Linked DNA regions of Hordeum vulgare: regions 1 and 3 are each linked to region 2. A link is a contact called in public Hi-C data. All regions are on one chromosome and are shown on one strand. The core of a region is the stretch at or near the end of the contact, and the rest is flanking DNA. Distances in the headings are between cores, read along the strand shown. Region 1 has its middle 50 kb from the start of LOC123439451. Region 2 holds the start of LOC123442844. Region 3 holds the start of LOC123442835 (alpha-ketoglutarate-dependent dioxygenase alkB homolog 6).

What was found. A called contact is a pair of places that touch in the nucleus more often than the background predicts.
Region 1: a Hi-C map of leaf shows a contact between it and region 2, with 4 times the contacts expected there. The contact joins the enhancer-like site here to the promoter of LOC123442844 in region 2. A contact is called at or near these places in 3 of 6 Hi-C or Micro-C datasets (leaf and seedling) and 1 of 1 datasets of contacts at active chromatin or transcription factors (embryo).
Region 3: a contact with region 2 is called in a Hi-C map of seedling, with 2.7 times the contacts expected there. The contact joins the promoter of LOC123442835 here to the promoter of LOC123442844 in region 2. A contact is called at or near these places in 2 of 6 Hi-C or Micro-C datasets (leaf and seedling) and 1 of 1 datasets of contacts at active chromatin or transcription factors (embryo).

Annotation. Positions count from the first base shown.
Region 1 is chr3H:37,646,720-37,651,839 of MorexV3_pseudomolecules_assembly, forward strand. No RefSeq gene overlaps it. Among protein-coding and RNA genes, the nearest start is that of LOC123439451, 50 kb to the right of the region's middle. Within about 2 kb of position 3,547, at least 2 of the 3 cell types and tissues checked have open chromatin away from gene starts, as enhancers often do. A contact at or near this core is called in leaf, where this site is marked.
Region 2 is chr3H:37,438,728-37,443,773 of MorexV3_pseudomolecules_assembly, forward strand. LOC123442844 reads left to right here and starts at 1,697. Exons shown (of 1, transcript XM_045119005.1): 1 at 1,697-2,983. The coding sequence starts at 1,841. The coding sequence ends at 2,770. It also overlaps the pseudogene LOC123442842.
Region 3 is chr3H:37,184,106-37,188,881 of MorexV3_pseudomolecules_assembly, forward strand. LOC123442835 (alpha-ketoglutarate-dependent dioxygenase alkB homolog 6) reads right to left here and starts at 2,603. Exons shown (of 7, transcript XM_045118992.1): 1 at 2,401-2,603; 2 at 2,216-2,276; 3 at 2,060-2,098; 4 at 1,058-1,170; 5 at 709-964; 6 at 555-601; 7 at 4-481. The coding sequence starts at 2,565. The coding sequence ends at 305.

The sequences.
Region 1 (5,120 bases), core at 2,297-4,796, 210 kb after region 2:
TGTACCGTGAAGTGAAATAACAGCCCAAAAAGCAATAAATATCAACATGAAATCATGATGCAAAATGGACGTATCAACCACCGACCACATTTATGTTGTGGTCCGGGTGTTGGGCGGTTGTGCCGGTCATGCCGGTTGTACCGCCCTCATCACTGTTTGTAACGCCCCTGTGTAATTCTGCACATAATGGACAGATTTGTGGGGACCTATTTAAGGGGGTCTTCTTCCCCAATGGTTCCCGACTCTCGATCTCGTTTTGCCCCCCATTGTTGACCTTATTAGAGCTTGCTAACTCGTAATCCCTCCAATGATTCTTGCTAGTTCTTGAGGGAAAAGAGGGAGGAGATCTAGATCCACATTTCCACCAATCACTTTCTCCTCTATGTGAGGGGAACCCCTTGAATCTTGATCTTGGAGTTCTTTGTGAGCTCCTTGTTCTTCCTCTCATATTCCTTCATAGCTTTTGTTGTTCTGGAGGGATTTGAGTGTGAGGGACTTGACCACTTCGTGTGTTTTTGCCGTTGCATTAGTTGCATCGGTTTGAGTTCTCCATAGTGATACGTCGAAGTGAAAAGTTTTAGAAGATTATTATCCTTGGGTGCTTGGTACCCTAAAGATTGTTCTTCGTGGATGATTTGGCGTCCTAGAAGCTTGGTGGTGCCTTGAAGCTCAATCATTATGGTGTAAAGCTCCAGACAAGTGTCGGGGTATCCAATTAGGTTGTGGAGATTGCCCCGAGCATTTGAGGTTACGTCGAAGCCATATTCCATTGTGGTGAAGCTTCGTGGTGTTGTTGTGAGCCTTTAATTAAGTTGTGGAGATTGCCCCAACCTTGCTTGTATGGGTTCGGTGACCGCCCTCAAGGGTCCCTTAGGCCTCGTTTGGTTAAGGGGGATTTGGGAGGTTTTGAGAGGGAGGGATTTCAGGGGATTGGGTGAATCCCTTTCTTCCACCCAATCCTCTCAAATCCCCGGGGCTTTGCTTCCACTAGTCCCTCCAGGAGGGTTTTGAAACACATGGATAGGAAGGGATTGAAGGGGAATAGAGAGGATTGGGCTAAGCAAACCCCTCCTATCAAATGGACGCCCGAGGATTTGTGGGGTTTCTGGCCCTCCCGGGAATTTTCCTCTCTAAACCTCCCCAATCCCCCTTAACCAAATGAGGCCTTAGTGAAATCACGACATATTGCATTGTGCGATGGCATGAGAAGATTACGATGGCCTTAGTGGCATCTTGGAGAGCATTGTGCCTCCACATCGCTCCAAATGGAGATTAGCATCCGCAAGGGTGTGAACTTCGGGATACATCATCGTCTCCACGTTCCTCGGTTATCTCTTACCCGAGCCTTTTACTTATGCACTTTACTTTGTGATAGCCATATTGTTTCTTGTTATATATCTTGCTATCACGTAGTTGTTTATCTTGCTTAGCATAAGTTGTTGGTGCACATAGGTGAGCCTAGTTGTTTTAGGTTTTATGCTTGACAAATTAAATGTTAGTTTTATTACGCATTTGTTCAAGCCTAAATCGTAATTACTTTAAAGCGCCTATTCACCCCCTCTAGGCGACATCCACGTCCTTTCAGGTACGTTGTAGTTGGTTCAACCTGATGAGTTTATATATCCTAGTGACAGAAGGAGACAAGATGCGTCTTTGTGTTGTTGCCACTAAGGGTAAAACTATGGGGTTTATTCATATTGTTTGAGTTTACTTTGTCTACGTCATGTCATCGATCTCCAAGCATTACTCTGTTTGTCATGAACTTAATACGTATAGAGGCAAGCATATAAGCGTTGTTGAAGTGGAGTAATAGTAGTAGGTGCATGCAACAGTTGGCCTATTTGTTTATGTATGTGATGCTTATATACATATGATCATTGTTGTGAACATCGCATAACTATTCGTTTTTTGTCAATTGCATAACAATAATTTATTTACCCACCATATGTTGCTTTCATGAGAGATGCCATTAGAGAACACTATGGCCCCCGGGTCTATTCACTTATATATTCACAAAACTTATATTTTCCTTGTTGTGCTTATTTATCTTTTATTTTATTTTGCAATTTACAATTCTCTATAATTATCCACCCACCTCTTCTACTTGCAAATAACGAGATCAAGGGGATTGGCGACCTTCTTGCCCGCGTTGGATGAAAGTTGTTTGCTCTTTCAACCGATGAAAATGGTTGAGGATTGATATTCCTATTGGTTCGATAAACTTTGGTTTCTTAGCTGAGAAAAATACTTACATGTATTGTGCTGCAATTACCCGCCCCTTTTCATGTAAAACACAACGCAGATCACAAGTATCACACGTCATCGAGCCGCACGTGTGCTGAATGCTGAGATGTCGTATGTTCGGCGCTTGATCGTTATGGATCGCGATTGGATCATGAAGACATACGACTACATCAACCACATTTTTGACGCTTTCGCGTAGCGATCTACAAGGATATGTAGACACACTCTCACTCTCATAACTACGCATCTTTATGGATAGATCTCACGTGTGCGTAGAATTTTTTTTTGATTTCACATATAACGTAGCGATCTACTCTTGGCTTTGTGTGTATTGTGTTAAAGAAATAGCCCAACACGTGACGTGCTTTGTTTACATGAAACTATCAGGATCAAACAATTCGGGGATAGGAGGGCTCGGCACGAGGAAGTCAGCAGCTATACCACCCTAACTTTGTCCGTTTCCATCTGTTTTTCTCTTCCGGTGAATCACTTGGGGACGATCGAAGTCAACAAAGCCAAGAGTCGCCGACCATTCGCCGGGATGTTAGTTTGTGCTCTTCGTACTACTGCTCCTCCAGTACTCCACAGGGTTACAGTAAAAAACTTTGTGCAGTAGTATACTCCAGTAGTGGCTAGAAAATGTTTGTTTGTACCCAGCAGTTTAAGGAGGCGGTAGGCTTGACGGGGAGCATCCCCCGTGAGCCGAGATCGGCGCCGATTCCACGGATCATATGGCGCCCGCCCAATACATTGCATTGCACCCGAGGCCGGCCCCAAGTGGAAGCGCGCGTCAGTCGCCTCCGATTACCAAGCTCGAGCGCTGCGGCGGAACGAACAACGTGTGATGACAGGGCACGTTACGCGTAGTACGTACTCAGCTACATGGGCCAAATTCACTGTTTTGACCCTTTTCGTATAGTTAGGCCGAATGCGATGTCGGTGATTTTTTTCGGATCTGACTCTTTTGGTATCGTCGGACTCTTTAACGATGCAGTATGACAATCTATCACCGAGGTTTGACGGTAGAAAAATGACCAGAGACATCACGATAGGTTGTTATACCCACCGTTAAATGGTACGACGGTAGCAAAAGAGTCGGATCTAAAAAAAATTCTTCACTAAGGTTAGATCCGGCTTAACTATACGGAAGGGTCAACACAATGAATTTTGCCGCTAAGGGTAGCAATTACGAATCATGGCCTATGCAGTGGCAGACCGTGGAATGAAATGAACAGGTCAAGGACTGGTCAACAGCTTGCCGAGTGGGCCATCGATTGTTACTGGACCAGATTCATAGCAAAACTTAAGTGCAAATCCAGGAAAAAGGTCGGGCCGTGGCCCGGTTGGTCCCCTGTACGGTTTGCCCCTGCGCGTGTAGGAGAAAAAGAATGGAAAACCATATTTAACGCTCTTCGAGTCAAATAGTCGGACAAACCCACAGGGGCGAGTTCAACTAGGCCGGCCCATTTTCTCTGCAGGCAGTTTCACTTTTTTTATTTTTTTTGTCCTTTTTCTGTTTCATTTTATCCATTGTTTTTCTTTTTTCGTTTTTCTGTCTATCTTTCATTTTGTTCTTTCTTTTCTATGCTTATTTTCTAAAACTAAGTTCATGTTTGAAAACTGTTTTTGAAATTTAGCAAATATTGCTGTTTTTATAAAAATGTTCTAAATTTAAAACATTTCTGTTTTTAAAAAACATTCATAATTTCAAAAACTATTTGGGATTGTAAAAAAATGTTCCTCCATTTTCAAAAAATGTTCACGACTTTAGAACAATGTTCCACTTTTCAAAAATGTTATTGTGACAGTTCCTGTTTTCATTGCTTTAATTCGTAACAAGTTTTCTTTTTTTTATGTGTTTAATTTTTTTAAATGATCATCTTTCAAAAAAAAATCTCATATTAGAAAACTTTAGGTATTTTTAAAAAGTGTTTTTTTCATAGATTGGTCAGAGTTTTCAAAAAATGGTCTTGCTTTCAATTTTTTATAAAAAAATGCTCCTGTTTTACAAAAAATGTTTCTCTTATATAATTTTTGTTCAGAAATTGTTTTTCTAAGTTTTGTTCACCAATTCAAAAAATGTTCATGATTTGAAAATGCTCGTGAAACTTAAAAAATGTTCTTCATTTTATAAATATGTCTTCTGTTTCAAAAAAATTAATTAAGATCAAAAAACGTTTGTATTTTTCAAAAAGTGTACATAAGTTGAATATTTGTTCCCACTTCAAAATTACATTACAAATTTCAGAAAATGTTCCTTTTTTCATAAATTGGTCACAATTTTCAAAAAATGTTCTTGTTTCCACATTTTTATAAAAACAATTACTGTTATATCAAAAATGTCTCTTTTTTAAAAAGTTGTTCAAAAGTTGAATACTTGTTCCAATTTTGTTCACCAATTCTAAAAAAGTTCATGATTTGAAAATGCTTGGGAATTTTAAAAATTGTTCTTATTTTCTAAAAAATGTTTGCCTTTTCAAAAAGTGTACGAGAGTTCAAAAAATGCCGGTGTTTCAAAAAGTGTATATAAGTTTAAAAAAGATCCCGCTTCAAAAATTGTTTACAAATTTCAAAAAGCGTTTTTTTAATAAATTATTCGATATTTTAAGAAATGTTCTTGTTTTCACACTTTTATAAAAATTGTTCCTGTTTTACGTAAAATGTTTCTCTTTTTTAGAATTTTGTTCGCCAATTGAAAAGGTGTTCAATTTAGTTGTCCAATTGTAAAATGTTCTTCATTTTCTAAAATATATTTACCTTTTAAAAAAATATACGTAAGTTCATAATATGTTCATGTTTCAAAAAGTGTACATAAGTTGAAAAAATGTCCCCGCTTCAAAAATTGTTTACAAAATTTAAAAAATGTTCCTTTTTTC
Region 2 (5,046 bases), core at 447-2,946:
GGTTGACTAGTGTGCGAGACATTGGCTTTGTTGCCGGCATGAACTATGACCGTCTGTCGAACTATGGTCGTTGACATGAGGTTTATTTTGCATGCAGTCGGACAAGATGCGTTCGTACGTTGGGCGTACGGTCTGCGCATCCAAAAAACGGTCGAACGTCACCCCATTATCATAATCAAATAGAAGAATTTTAAACAAAACGGATATCCATTTAAGATCGAGCGTTGGAGTTGGCCGCACATGAGTCTCCAACTAACTTGCTCGCACAGATGGAAGCGAGACAGTGCAAAAGGCTACTCACCGATCTCTGCATGCCAAAGCCGGGGATGTGAGTACGACGTGAACCCGATGCGCACCGGTTGATAAGGAAAGCCATCTCGCCTTGAGAATGGCGTTTTGGCTCTCGGGAACCATGGAGGCCTTTATTTTTTAAAATTTTAAATTTAAATTTTTATGGTTCAAAAAATTCTGAAAAAAAATATGCATGTATGTAAGGATGTAACCGACATGTGTGTAAAATTTCAGGTCAAAATACTTTAAAACGTGATCTGTACAAAAAAGATAAATTCATGGTCTGAAATGATGAATAGTAACATGTGTTAAACAGTCTCAGATTTGTCTTTTTGCACAGCCCTCATTTCAACGTATTTTGTTTTCAAAATTTACACACTTCTGTATTATACCTTTATTTATCTATGTATTTTTTTCAGAATTTTTGAAACATTAAAATACAAATTTTCACTAAATTTCAAGTTTGAATTTAAAGGCCTCCAATGAGCTCGGGAGCCAAAAGCAATATTCGATCTCGCCTTGCCCTATTAAGCCTCTTGACAGGACAACACGAGAGTACCTGAAAATGCTGTTTGGAATCCAAAATTCATCAAAGTTCATGTTTTTACATTTCAAAAAGTATTAAAAAAAATAGACATATACATGGAGGCATAATATACATGTGTGTAAATTTTCACGACGAAATACGTTGAAATGAGAGCTGTGTAAAAAAGACAAATCTACAGCTTTTTGCAGAGATCGCATCCCAAGACATTTCGTCCTGAATTTTTACACACATACACATTTCATCCTTGTATATTTTTATTTTTTCTAGGGTTAGTTTGAAACCGAAATAATTAAATTTAAAATTTTCAAAATAAAGGTTCGCATGAAGGCCGAGCTCTAAGAAGGCCCTACTCGAGAGTACTCTCCTTCTTAATTTATCTTTTTTTAACAGGTAAGAGACTTTATTTTTTAAATAATAGATATGTCGTTTACAAGAGAATGAGAAATAAAATATGGAATCACATATTCCAAAGAACTAGAGGATATATTGATAAAATAATTCCTTGCTAGCTCATTCGCCACTTGATTTACCTCATCATAGCAATGTTTGAGAGAAATGCTTCGGAACTCCAACACTAGAACTTTGCAATCAGCCACGATTGCCACATGAGGATCCAAATAATGTATGTTGTTCAAGCTATTGATCGTAAATAAACAACCTGATTCAACCTCGACTGGATTACATCCGAGCTAGTCGCTAGGACCCTGATCGACAAAGCCGTCCTTCTTAATCTATCCCTGCGTCTCACTTCCCGGTCACCTGCACAGTCATCCCGTTCAACACTGGATGCCGCCCTTCCGATCCCGAATCCAACGGTTGACACTCGACAGGGGCTCGCCCGTGAGGCCCTGACCACGGGTAAGAAAACTGGGTTGGTCTTGGTCCAGTGCATGCACACATGGCCATGGGACGCACGCTGCCAATGTCACACTGCTCACTCTCGGTCTACTACGGTAGCTTTATCTGACACTGCACACTGTCTCCGAGGAGCTCCGTTGTTCAATGCCACTCACCTCCGCTGCTGCCACCACCACCACCACCTCCACATCTCACCTCCGCACACAAACCCTTGTTCTTCCTCGATCCTCGCCGCCGCCGGCGTCTGGTCTTGCTCGGCGTTCGCGCGAGGGGACAGGAGCCGCGATGAAGATCCTCGAGTCGCCCCTCATGGGCGAGTTCATCAGCTACCTCAAGGCCAACTGGGGCGGCAACTCCCGGGTGAGCCAGCGCCGGCGCCGGCTGCGGCAGCTGGTGGCGATGGTGCGGGGGGTGGCGGACGCCGCCGAGGCCCGGGCGGCGGTGCGGGGCAGCTCCCTCCACCGCTGGCTGCAGCTGCTGCGGAAGGAGGCGCTGCGGGGGCAGGAGGTGCTCGACGCCACCACCAACCCCTCCGCCGTCGTCGGCTCGGCCAAGAAGTTCCTCGCCGGCCTCAAGTCCCTCTTCGTCTGCAGCGCGGAGGTCGACCGCCTCACCGACGCCGTCGAAGCGCTCGAGCGCCTAGCCGGCCCGGGAGCCGACCTCGACATCTTCTTGAAGGTGCTCCAGCTCGACGTCGCCATGGACGTCGACGCCGCTCCGGCCCCTGCGCCCTTCTCGGCCGCGCATTGCGTGGGCCAGGGCAGCTACTCCGTCGCCACCGCGCCCGGCGCCAAGAGGAAGCGCGCGGGGAGCTCCGGCGTCGACCAGGCCGGGGACGGCGACGGCGACGCGGACGGGGAGGCCGCGTCCCACTCCCACGGCTGGGGCGCCGTCGGCCGCGCGTACCGGCACAAGCGCCGGGCCCTGGCGTGCAAGCGGCACACCGCCAGCTCCGGGTCTCTGCTGGCGGGGGCAGACCGCTCCGTGGAGGCGGCCATGGCGATGGCCAGGGTGCGCAGCCGCATCGGGACGCCGAGACTCGGGCGGCCCTTCTCCCGGATTTCCTTGGAGTGAAGTCAAGATCGAGCAGCAAGTATGCGATTCCTCGTGCATTTTGCTGCTTCTACAACTGCTGAAGCAGATCAAGTACCACTACTAGTTCGTCTACCTAACAGAGTCGTTCAGTTAGCTTTCTAGTTAGCTGCTCGAGATTAAGTACTGCAGTACTACTACCAGTTCAACGTTTGTAACATGAAATTGATCATGTATCAGTTTCGTTCCTTGTGATCTGCAAGTGCCCCCTCACATTTTACTCAAACTTGACCATGGATTTGACTAGTACTATATGAAATCCAAGTTATTTATAACAAAAAGTATACTGGTAGTACTACATTCGAAATCATCTGCTTCTAACTATAACCTACAAATACATAATTATATCCAGTAGTACAGTTTGTTCATCTAAACTGGGACCAACCTCCCCTCAGAAACTGCTGGGATATCCAGCTTGCTTTGTGCACCTTGTACTGCATCATCATAATCAGGGAAAACTACCGACTGAAGCGAAGGCGCCATCTTGTTAACGTGAAGCCATGTTGCTTCCCACAAACTGCTCTCCCCGCCGGCGCTCGTCCTCGATAAGACCCCGCTCGCTTTCATCACCAGCAGCATGTTCTTGAGTAGCTCTGTGGCAGTCTCTTGCAACCTCTCAGTCCTGCTGCCCCCTCTTACTTTGGCTTTCATGAGCTTCTCTGCCATGTCCAGTACCTCCACCCACAGCTTACTGAAACCGCTGTGCGCCGAAAGATCGTTGAGTGACTGCAAGGATAGTTTGGATAACAGCTTTACAGCATGCAAGAGGGAAGCTTCCATGTTTCTGAAATGCTTTGGCGAGAAATTCTGCGCAATCTCTAACAATTCGTCGAGCAACTGGAAGACAATGTCGAATGACATCAACCAGGCCGAAGATGGAACCGACATTCCATCGACTACTATGCATCTGTGCAACAATACCAGAGCATGATCCCTCACCTCTTCTCTCTGATCTGTACACACCTTTCGCAGCGCCTGCACTAGCCGCAGCCACATCTCAGTGATTCCTTCCAACATCCTTTCGGCGTCTCCACCAGCTTCCTTAACCTCATGTGACCAGTGTGCAAGGCAATTCACTGATTCCGCCATTAGGTTCAAAGCATGGATAGATCTTTCAGCAGACCCAAGCCGAGACTCTGCAAACTGCCTCGAGGCCTCCATGAAGAGGACGAAGTTGGCAGGCGAGATGTGTGCCCCTTCAAACATGATGTAAACCAGGGCTTCGAAACCAGCGTCGGAAGCATCTGGATGATGAGCAGTGACACAGATTAAGGAAATGATAGTTTGCCAACCCATCTGAGACTTGATATGTGTTGCATTATCCTTGACAAGGCATGCGACCTTCTGGGTGATACTCTCGCAATACGCATCAGCCACACGAGCATCAAGTTTCAAGATTAACTGAAGCGACCTCAGTAAGTCATCCACGAGATTCTCCTTATAAGGAAGCAAACGCTGGCAGATGTCCAGGAGGCCAAAAACAGCTTTCTCCACCAGCTCACAGGGCATTACTGTGGACTGAACAATATGAGTTATGTGCTCATAAACATCATGCCATAAGAGGACAATCCTGTCTCTGTTGTTTAATGTGACGGCAACGAGAAGCTCTAAGCAGATGACTGCATTGCTATCAACATCTATTGAGCTGGTGATCTTCTGAGGTTGCCCTGCTGCCTGAATGAGGGCTCTTGCCAGATTCAAGAGCGAGTCAGCTTGTAAGAATTTGCTCTCAGTGAAGATGGTGCCTATTTGGCACTTCTTTATGGTCTCTGAAGCATTCCTCTGAGCAGCAAGTTGCTCCTCTGTTGGCTGGAACCTTTGCTCTTCAGCATCTAAATACAGTAGCTGGGTGAACCTCCCCATCAGCCCAACTGTTTTCTTAGGAATGCTGATTGGCTGAACTTGAGGGACAGTGGGAGATGAGGAGGAAACCTTGTTAGGCAATGAATCAGAGAAGGACTCCTGATCACCAGCTGTGCTGTTGGTGAGACAAGAAGGAAGGAGACCTATCTTATGAAATCTTAAAATGCAATCTACAATTGTCCTCCATCCTCTGTTTATGTGATCACCATGAGTTGCTGCTATAGTGAAAAGGGCCTCTGTTGCAATTCTAGACTTGGCATCCTCACCAAAAGCTGTTGCAGGATCATCACAGGCAATCGACAAAATGGTGAACTTGCCAAGTGCCACAACAAGATCATTCAGCACATCATTAAGATGATAGAATGCAGCCAACTTCGCCACTGACAGAAACCCAT
Region 3 (4,776 bases), core at 1,353-3,852, 250 kb before region 2:
AAATTCAAGAAAAATCAGGCATATTTTCTACATTGATATGATCAATCAAGGATAAACACTCCGATTCACCACATCAACAACAACATATGCGATCATGGATACACTGCAGCGCAACTGAACCCTGTCCGCCGAGGGTTCAAATTTTGGAATGCTAACCGATCAAAAGACACATACCTACCAGATCAGGGCAATACGGAGTGTGACTCTCATCCTCTAATTTTCTAGCATACTTCTCTGCATCTACTACAGTTCTTCCTTGCTGTTGTCCCACCGGCCATGCTGATGCAAGCAGGCCATACGGATACTAGAACTTGAACAGCTTACTGTGTACATTCAACACTAGCCGGCACGTCAACGAGACTCTTGTCGTGGTCCTGCGGAACGTGACACTTGGATCAGAGCTAGCACTGCTATCTGCTTTGCCTGGGCTGTAATCATGGCTTAGATGCTTGAATTGTGGGCACTGCAAGATATTTGCAACCTGTAGAATGCAAATGACACAGATTGTTAGTCTGCTCATATTCTGAGTGCTTTGCAATGGGAAAAAGTTTCACCTTGTCTAGGTTATGCAGCTCATTGTCTTGTATACCATGTAGGAAGTCTGCAAATATCATGAAAATATAAATAACTAAGGCCTGGTTTTGCCAAAAATAATAATCTGAAGAGGTTTTTATCTAGCTAATTCAGGAAAGAAACTACGGGGCTAACCTGTATAAGCCTGATCTTTGAATATTAACAGGCTGCAGTGCATTAGTAGAAGTGACGAAGAAGCAGGACCAGCTTCCTTCGTGCCTTCAACCTTATAGGAACCATTACTCTCCTGCAGCTCATCAGCTTGTATATTCTGGACATTTGTATGTTCGAGCCCTCTGAGCTTTCCATGGGGTGTGAAATCAAGCACAACTGGTGAAGCAAGGGATATGATAGCGACAACAGGAAAATAGGCAGGACCATCTTGGTGTGGCTGAAAGGTGCAGTGTTATTGTACTTCAGTGAAGCGCAAACCAATAAAAGATGTACCAATGAAATGAACAATATGGAGCTGATGATTACTGACCATGATCCCTTGATTAGGATGATACTCATTAATCAGAACATGATTGATAGCTGAAGGAAATAAACCAGTCCACTGGCAGATTCTGTCAGTTATCTTTGTAAGCCATGGAGGTACTGCAATATTAGACAAATGAACATAATTTCAATGATAAAAAACTGATGACTACCTAACTAAGAAAAACTGATGACTGCCTAACTAAGAAAATAAAATGCACAATGTTTGTAATTTTAAGTACTCATCATATTTCTAATTCCTGAGAAAACACTTTTTTTGTCTTTTGTACAACAGGAAGCATGCATAAATACCAGCTAGAAAATTGCATGAAAACATGAGATCGATGCTTATGATGCAATAAACAAAAAACAGTAATGTACACAAAAAGCGCAAGCAATCTGTTGTTGGGGATCACAAAGGAACAATCTGTTGTTGGGGATCACATGCTTGTGCAATGCCCCTACACGAACGATATGTGGCACCGGCTGGCGGCATGGTCGCTGATCGAGCATCTCATCCCGGGAAGCTACTGTTATTTTGCTCTTTGCCCTCATGTACATCCCCTCTTTTTCTTGCCTTCCTTTTCCGTGTTTCCTATCTCTCTAACCTCCCAGAGTTGAGATCTTCCCAGCTCTCTCATTGACAATGAATAGCCCGGTGCAGTTGTTTCTCAGAAATAAAATACAAACATTTATGTTTCACTACTAGAAAAGAGAACATAAGACAATGCATATTGCTTTTGCAATTTATTTAACTGAGCACACAAGATCTATTTACATGTCTCTACCACAAACTCTGATGGAAATTTCGTCATTCGTAAGGATTCTAGAGAGGGCAGCCAAACTATGTTAGCAAGCTTATCGCAGCCAATTTTTTCTAACCGCAACCAAATTATGGAGGAACGAATCCCTGAAGTAGGGGCAGTTGAGCTATGTAAAGCATGCCTGATCATCATGACACAGAATCCACAAAATTGTGCTAAGCACTACAATGTTGATGAACACTCACATGCCTGCGGCAGCAGCCCCTTCTCGTGCACCACTCCTCCTGCACAGCACAGGTCGACCAAATCAACACTTTCCCAGAGCCGAGAGAAGAAAAGAAAAGGATATCGCAAATTTCCAAGCAGGGATTCAGGCAGGGGCTGCAGCCGGCGACACGCACCCCAGTTCTGGAGCCGCCGGTTCTTCAAAACCTTCCACTTGGGCGCCGGCGCTTGGTATATCTGCAACGGAAGCCGCCGCCAGAGAGAGCCTCAAACCACACGAGCAAGACAGGAGAAATTCGAAACCAAAAGTAGGGGATCGGGCGAGTGGTAGAATAGAGAAAGAAGAGGATTCGTCCGGTACATGGTGGAGGAGCTGGGCCTGCTCGGCCTGGGAGATGAAGTCGGGGACGTATAGCACCGTGGGGATGGAGCCGACGGCGTAGTCCCCGGGGATCCTCAGGCACAGCCCCGGCGACGGCGAGGGGTTCTCCTCCCCCGCCGCTTTCTGGCTCGCCTTTTCCTCCATTGCTGCTTCGGCTGAGGATGCTCGTGCTACTTCCCGGAAAGCATTGGGTTAAGGGCAAGCCTGGTCATACAGGCCGTGCTTTTAAGACCAGCCCGCGGGTATGGCTTTTGGCCCGGCACGGCACGCGAATAAAAAGGGCCGGGGTGGCCTTCGGCCCGCCATGGATAACACACATCCCTGAAGTCAAGCCTTAAGGCCGGCCCGGCACGCATTGCTTTTACATTTTTCTGTATTTTTTTGGTCTAAAAAATATCTGTATTTTTTCTAATTCTTGTTATATTTGTATATATTTTTGGATTTTCTAGATTTTAAATTTTTAGATTTGTATGTATTTCTTTAGTTTACTAGATTCTTATGTATTTTATATTATTATTTTGGATTAGTCTGTACTCCCTCTGTTTTTTTAGTCTGCATATAAGATTTGGTCAAAGTCAAGTGATACAAAGTTTGACCAAATATATATCAAAATATATCAACATCTATAATACTAAACATATATGTTATGAAAATTAATATCATTATGCGTCTAGTAATATTGATTTCATATCATAAATGTTCATATTTTGTTTTATAAATTTAGTCAAAGTTCATGAAGTTTGACTTTGACCAAATCTTATATGCGGATCCCAAAAAAACGAAGGGAGTATTTCAATTATTTTTCTTAATATTTTGTATTTTTACTATAGAATATTAAAACATGGAAGACCCAAAATGTCAAAACGACCCAGAAGGTCGGCCCACGGGTTTGTTGGACCGTGTCGGCCTTTTTACACCGTTTGCTAGGCCGATCCCCGAGTTGAGGCCTTCAGGCCAGCACAACACGATTAGAAAGGGTAGCATGTGTCGTGTCGTGCCAAACCTTTTTTATGTGTGTCGTGCCGTGTCGGGTCATATGTGACGGAGCTAAATCCGACATATCTCAAGGTTGAGATCCCAAGCTAAGCGTCTAGGCAGGAAGATACGAGGGACACAATATTTTACCAATGGTCTCTCCGACGAGATAATACCTTATGTTTTTGCTTGTGTTTAGTATGCTGAAGTAAGAAGAGAGTACATGTAACTGCTCAAAGATGGTAACGTGTCCCCTACGAGCCTAACCCCTTGGTTTACATAGATACCTGGGAAGGGGGGAGGGTTACATTACCATAGTCGGCATGTGCGAGGAAAATGAGTCTTCTACGAATCGAGCTTCTTGTAGTATACATCAATTCTTTTGGATCCTTTCGTCGCGTCATGGGCCGCCCGATGCGGCCCACTCCGAAGCCAAAAGTGGGGGTCATCGGTCCAACCCACCAGGCTAGAAGACGACGTGGTGAGAGGCCTGGGACACCGTCGGTAGCCACTCAACTGATGTTCAAGTCTGAACGCACCTCGGTTTACCCGAGCTATCCTTCGTTTTCGGCTGTCTGTCTTGAAAATTGGTTAGACGAAATCATCTTTTGTAGTCAAGTTCTAATGTTGGGCCGCATCCGAGGCGACCTAAACTACCTCGGCTTCTAACAAGTGTTGGATATAATTGAGTCGAGCTACGCATCGAAAAGGTCCCCCCCCCCCAACTGTGCCTTAGGCGTAAAGTATTCCGGTTATTATAAATGTGCTAATACGCTTGACCGACATGTTATTAGAGCCAATTGTTTTAATGAACTTTGGTACTCTTAGAGCATCCACAAATTGGCCCCTAAAATTGTTGTTGTATGTCCGAGTGGACAACCTAGACAGGGAGAGAAGATAAAAAACAAATGACACACAACCAGTGTCCTTATTTGGTTCTCATATATTCTGATTGTCCATAAACCCAAACCATAAGTGGACAGGAGACGAGGATGTGTGGGTATTCCATCACATCGGATTTGGTCCAGCTCAACCCATCTTTTTTCTCTTTATTTGTTCTTTTTTTCTCTCTTTTCTATCCATCCCTACCAATCACATACGTGTGCCCAGACGATACATGGGATATCGTCAGATAAATAATGGCTCAAAGCGAATTCGTCCGGACGCTACAAACATATAAGGCACCAAACTTTTCCATCTGTGGTTGTAGATGCTCTGACCTCATATAGGTAAGAGGAACCATGTTAAAAGAGTGAATTCCATATTTTACCTTCTAAATATGCATTGGTGATACTAATTATCCTGTTGAGTGGAAATTCGTCTAGAATATCTCCTTTACAAGCTTTGAACTCTCATTTTTTAATGTGTGTCCATTAGACA